2 separate regions of the Cricetulus griseus genome follow, and region 1 is linked to region 2. The links are chromatin contacts, called in public Hi-C maps. All regions are on one chromosome and are shown on one strand. Each heading gives the region's core, a stretch centred on a gene start, on an enhancer-like site or on the middle of the called end of the contact. The rest is flanking DNA. Distances are from core to core; before and after follow the strand shown.

Region 1 (2,877 bases), core at 349-2,848, 73 kb before region 2:
AGTCAGGCAGGATGAGCCCCCAGAGTTCTCCACGGTCAGCCAGGACTAGCCCCCAGAGTTCTCCACCGTCCAGCAGGGCGAGCCCCCAGAGTTCTCCACGGTCAGGCAGGATGAGGCCCCAGATTTCTCCACAGTCAGGCAGGGCGAGCCCCCAGAGTACTCCACAGTGGGGAGAGCCCCCAGAGTTCTCCACGGTCAGGCAGGATGAGCCCCCAGATTTCTCCACAGTCAGGCAGGGCGAGACCCCAGAGTTCTCCACGGTCAGGCAGGATGAGCCCCCAGATTTCTCCACAGTCAGGCAGGGCGAGACCCCAGAGTTCTCCACAGTCAGGCAGGGCAAGCCCCCAGAGTACTCCACAGTCAAGCAGGACTAGGCCCCAGAGTTCTCCACAGTCAGGCAGGACGAGCCCTCAGAGTACTCCACAGTCAGGCAGGACGAGTCCCCAGAGTTCTCCACAGTCAGGCAGGGCGAGCCCCCAGAGTTCTCCACGGTCCAGCAGGGCGAGGCCCCAGAAGGGTGAGCGGCACTGAGAGGACAAATGAAACTTCTCATGGCCAACTTCACCTTCAGGTTTTCCCAGCTCACAGGGAGGCCATCCCTGGCCACCAGAGCTGGCTCTGCAGATGCTTGTCTGTCGATCTGTCTGTCCCCTTCCCTGTCATGCTCCCTTCAGAGCTTCATTGCTGCTGCATGCTGTACTTTACCCTGGCTCATCTTGTCTTCACAGCATCTTTCCACTTGACTGCAAGCACAGCAGAACTGGGATTGGCCTTTTGTGCACTAAGCACACAGTGGCACTTGGTGACACTCAGTGACTGCTTGCTGGGTATAAGGAATAATAGAGTCCAGGCCTCTTGTTGAACAGGTTGCACACACAGTGTTCTGGGGCTCTGAAAGGTGAACAGATTTGGGGCCCCTAGGTGGGAGCAGCTGGATATCTGAGGAGGTCCATCTAGGATAAATCCGGGGCTACTTCAGCCAGAACTTGGCAAAGAGGCAGTCATGAAGAAGAGGTTGCCTGGAGAGCTTTCATGAGGGATAGCGGTCATTCCTAAAGTGTTCTGGGCCTGGCCACCAGCAGCCTGCTTTGCATTCTGTTCACTTGATCAAGGGGAGGGGGCCAGCGAGAGGAGCAGTCACATGTTCCCCAGAATCAGCTTCTTCTGGAGAGTCACTAAAGACACAAGCTGTGGTACCAGGCTTCCTGGGTTCAATGCCACCTCCCCCACATATTTGTTGAGTGGCTTTGGCAGCGTTACTATGTCTGGGTTTCTTCCTCTGCACAATGGGAATGATATTAGCAATGACCTCACCAGGTTCTTGTGGGGATTAAACGAGCTTGTGTAAATATCGGTGGTTAAAACAGCACGTGGTGGAACCATGTGAACATTCACGGTGATCTTTGGGATCACCGGGGTGGAGGGTGTCCCCTGATCTCCTCTGTTCTTCCTACAGTGTAGAGCTTCCCCCTACTACCTGCTTCCTGTAGCTTCCCACAGTCTAGGTCTCCATTTCCTCCCACCCTGCTGAGCCACAGGGTATCTGTAGCTAGGCTCCTCCTCCCACCATCTCCTTCCCCTGGGACTTACAGGTCATGGGAAGACGGTCCTGGTGGGATGAGTCAGCCTGTTCTGCCTTGCCTCCCTGCTATGTGTAGCCAACCAGCTACAGGAGGTAAAAGTTAGATGTTGATGACATCCCAACTCCCATCAGGAAGTCAGAGATGTCTCCTGAAGAGAGGAACCCAGAGCCCGATCATACCTGTCACCAGAGGAGTCAGCACTGACCCTAGCTATGGTCTCCGTCCCTGTACCATTGCTGTCTGTCACAATGTGGGCCTGTGAAAGACTTCACCAATTCCTGGATCTGGTGTTGTCATCTGTCTTCCAGGCATTACTTGTGTCTCCCATCCTATTCGTTACTGCAAAGGACCCTGACTTCCCTTTCTCTCTCTCTCTCTCTCTCTCTCTCTCTCTCTCTCTCTCTCCTTTCTTCCTTCCCTCCCTCCCTCCTTCCTTCATTTCTTTCTTTCTTTCTTTCTTTCTTTCTTTCTTTCTTTCTTTCTTTCTTTCTTGTTTGTTTATTCTGCTTTTTTTTTTCCAGACAGGGTTTCTCTGTGTAGCTTTGGAGCCTGTCCTGGAACTCAATTTGTAGACCAGGCTGGCTTCAAACTCCGAGAGATCCTCCTGCCTCTGCCCCCGAGTGCTGGGATTAAAGGTGTGCACCACCACCACCTAGCTTGGACCCTGACTTTCTGGATGCCTCAGCTATCAGAACCTGATGCACTTTCATACTGTCCTTACTTTCTCATCACTCTGTAGCCCTGACTCTACTTTCTTCTGCTTTTCCCACCCTAGCCACCCCACTCTAACCTGCCCGCCCCTCCAGGAAGCCTTCAGAGATTGTCTAGGAGCTTGCTACTCAAAGGGCAGTCCTCTGACTGTTGGTTCGGTGAGAATTTCAATCCCTGAAAAGGCAGTCTGGGATCGTACGGTCACCGGTACAGACTGACTGATGATAGAGGAGAGAGCATGTCCAATCCCATGAACAACAGAGCAGGCTGTGTGCCTGTCTGACACCCGAATCCTGCTCCTACACCAGCCCATGCATGTGGCTGGCAAAGGACATGCCAAGGGTCCTCGTACAAGGTCTCATTCCCGGCACAGGCTTAGCAGAGACAGATCTCTCCTTGTGTACTGATTTGCCATGGTATGGTCCAGGAGGCCTTGGCTTAGGAATATGAAACTTCTCTCTAAAACCACCAGCAAAGAGAACTGCTTAACTCATTTGTTTAGACCTTGTCACGTAGTACCTGTGAGCCTGTACAAATTACGTTGGGATGCTTTAGTTCCCTTACTCCCACACCCACACATCAA
Region 2 (2,847 bases), core at 323-2,822:
CTTGGGAATCCAATAAGTTTGATTCACATTGTTGCTTCGCCACTCACTATTCCTGTGACCCCAGTAATTGTGTCAGCCTCTGAGAGCCTGTTTCCTCAGACATAAGATGGAGGTGAGATTATGTATGGCACGTGTCTGTCATGGAGTTTAAACAGGGTCGAGTGGTAAGATGCACCAGAGGTCCCTTTAGCACATTTGCTCTTTCCTTCCCACTCCTAGTCCTCCTCAGACTGGTGCATCTGAGGGCTTGGCACGGTCAGTCTGCCTCATGGGCTCAGTTCTCCACTGGCTTTGACAGGCTGTGACTAGCTGCGAGTCCTGCCCGACTTCTTGGCCTCTAGTCATCTGACCATGCTTGAAGGTGATCTAAAAGAAATGGAATGTGAACCATGCACTAATTTGTAATTTTTCAGTGACTATATGCAAAAAAAATAGCTGGTAAACTTAAATTTAATTATATTTATTTGAGTCAATATATCAAGATAATATTTGATGATATTTCAATATAAACTTCATTTAAGTTACTGTAATTTTTATGTCATTTTCCTCCTGTACAATGTTTGAAATCCAGACTCTTTGGCCATGTCTGGTACTGGGCAGCACAGATTTTTAATGCAAAGGAACCAAGAGTTCCATCCAAGGAGGTGGATACGGACTGAAGAAGCAAAATAAAAATTAATTAATTAATTTATTAATTTATTAATAACTGTGGCTCCCTCCACAGTGGTAGGAGGACTTTTGTTCTCAATTCTTCACTTCTTTCTGGTCCCCCAAATCCAAATCAGCTATTCTTACGTTCCTCTCCTCCCTCTGCTCTCTGGCCCCGCCTGTCACAATAAGATACAGCTCTACGTAGAGGAAGGAAAACCAATTACAGGCCTCCTTGTGAGCAGGGAAGCGACTAAGAAGGTCAGAGACAAGTCCCCCTGGACCTCAGTCTCTGAAAGAACTAGGGGCACAAGGACATGCCAAATACTCTCCCTATGATTCCGTTTAACATGTATGTAGAGTGATAGCCCAGTGAAGGGCCTGAGAAGGCATGGCAAGTGGGCCACAAAATCCCTGGCCTCACAAGCTTGCTTTTCAGAGGGAACTAACTTCATTGATGTGCATGAGGCCTCACCTGAGGCTGGAAGAGCCTGAGGTCTAGAGACTCCAGAGAGCCAAAAGAGTTCTTTATCTTTCCATATCCAGGAACCCTAAAATATAAACAGATGAGAGTAGAACCGCCCACGTAGAATAAAGCATGTGAAACCCAGACTCCAGTGCTAGGAGCTTCTCCTTTTGCCCCCAGTAGCTCCAGGTGACTTCCATGAGGCCCTTGGATCCCACCCAGGAATCTAGCCACCCACTAATCTTGTGACATAGGATCTTCACAGGGAGAGGCCTCCATCTTCCCTCCCCTGGACAGCACCTTGCCTAGAGGAAGGTTAGTTCCCACAGGCTACTGTCCTGGGGAGGAGAAAATGCAGTAGTTAAGCCTCCTGGTGGTAACAGTCACTGGTCATAGTCTACTCCATGTCGCCATGACACTGTCATCCCACTCCATGTCTGGAATGCTTGCTGCGTGACTGTTCGATGATGTCAGTTTCCTAACGCCGCAGTCATACACAGCTGAAGCAGCCTTCCCTCCACTGTTAGATTCCTCATCTTGAGCACACATTCCTGGGGAGAGCTGGGTTTCTGTCGTTAGCAGCCATGTCATGCTAGGCACATTCCTCTCTGTCCCGAGAGACACTTCATCATCTATAAAACACTGTGGGAACACCTGCTCACAGATGGTCATGGGAATTAAGGAGAGCATGAATCCAAAGACTTCTCACACCTTGTAGGCACTCACTGCAGACTTGGTCTCTTTCCCCTTAGCTGCCATTCAAGGAAGAGCCTACCCACCCTGCTCCACTCTCTCAGTAAGAGTGGTTTTTAATGTGGAACTCAAGGGTCCCACTGAAGCTGTCTAGAGCTACAAGGATAGAGGCAAGTTGCTCCTGCAGAGTGAGACTATGAGATCCTCAAGGCCAATTCCACCTGAGTGGCTCCACCATTATCCTCTTTGTTTTAGGTACGAATATTGTTTGAAAGGGAAAAAGAGTGATAGAAGTCACTTCATTTTTCTTTAAGGGAGGAAGCAACGTTTAGAGTCACTCTGAATGTTCCAGCATTTGACATGCTGTTGTAGACTTTCCTACAGTGCAACATCTACCAAATTCAGGCTGCCCTGAACCCCTGGCAAGAGAATTATTTACTGTTACACAAAGAAGGTTGGAGCGCACGTGGTGTGTGTTAATTGTGTCTGTGACAGGATCAAGTGTGCTCTCCTTATTGGGGATCAGAAAAAAGTCATTGTGAAATTGTCAAAGACATAAGCATAGAATCAGGAAGTGAAATAAACATGAAGTTTTAAAGTAATAAAAATCAAGGCTTGTGCCGGGCGGTGGTGGCGCACCCCTTTAATCCCAGCACTTGGGAGGCAGAGGCAGGTGGATCTCTGTGAGTTCGAGACCAGCCTGGTCTACAAGTGCTAGTTCCAGGACAGCCTCTAAAGCCACAGGGAAACCAAAAAAAAAAAAAAAAAAAAAAAAAAATCAAGGCTTGTTGTTGTTTGTTTTGTTTTGTTTTGTTTAAGATGGAACTTGTTTCTTTTTAACTGCCTCATCCTCGGATTGGAGGAGAATCAAATGTCTTGTTCCAAATCTTGGTGAGACCGGGATTCAGAAAGTAACGATGAAGCTACTGTGTGTGTTGATTGCAGCTCAGGAATAGGGGACTGCTCACACTCAGGTGTCAGAGCCCACCCCCCTGCTTCCTGGCCTGGGCTCCTGAGCCTTGGCTGTCAGCATCCAGTGC

What was found. A called contact is a pair of places that touch in the nucleus more often than the background predicts.
Region 1: a contact with region 2 is called in a Hi-C map of fibroblasts, with 2.9 times the contacts expected there. The contact joins two enhancer-like sites. A contact is called at or near these places in 7 of 8 Hi-C or Micro-C datasets (the CHK-Q cell line, the CHL-YN cell line, the CHO-K1 cell line and 3 more).

What each region holds. Positions count from the first base shown.
Region 1 is chr5:53,403,537-53,406,413 of CriGri-PICRH-1.0, reverse strand. No RefSeq gene overlaps it. Among named protein-coding and RNA genes, the nearest start is that of Tnnt2, 21 kb to the left of the region's middle. Within about 2 kb of position 1,598, at least 1 of the 6 cell types and tissues checked has open chromatin away from gene starts, as enhancers often do. A contact at or near this core is called in fibroblasts, where this site is marked.
Region 2 is chr5:53,330,481-53,333,327 of CriGri-PICRH-1.0, reverse strand. The region is part of intron 27 of Igfn1 (immunoglobulin-like and fibronectin type III domain-containing protein 1); the gene reads right to left. Among named protein-coding and RNA genes, the nearest start is that of Pkp1, 19 kb to the left of the region's middle. Within about 2 kb of position 1,572, at least 1 of the 6 cell types and tissues checked has open chromatin away from gene starts, as enhancers often do. A contact at or near this core is called in fibroblasts, where this site is marked.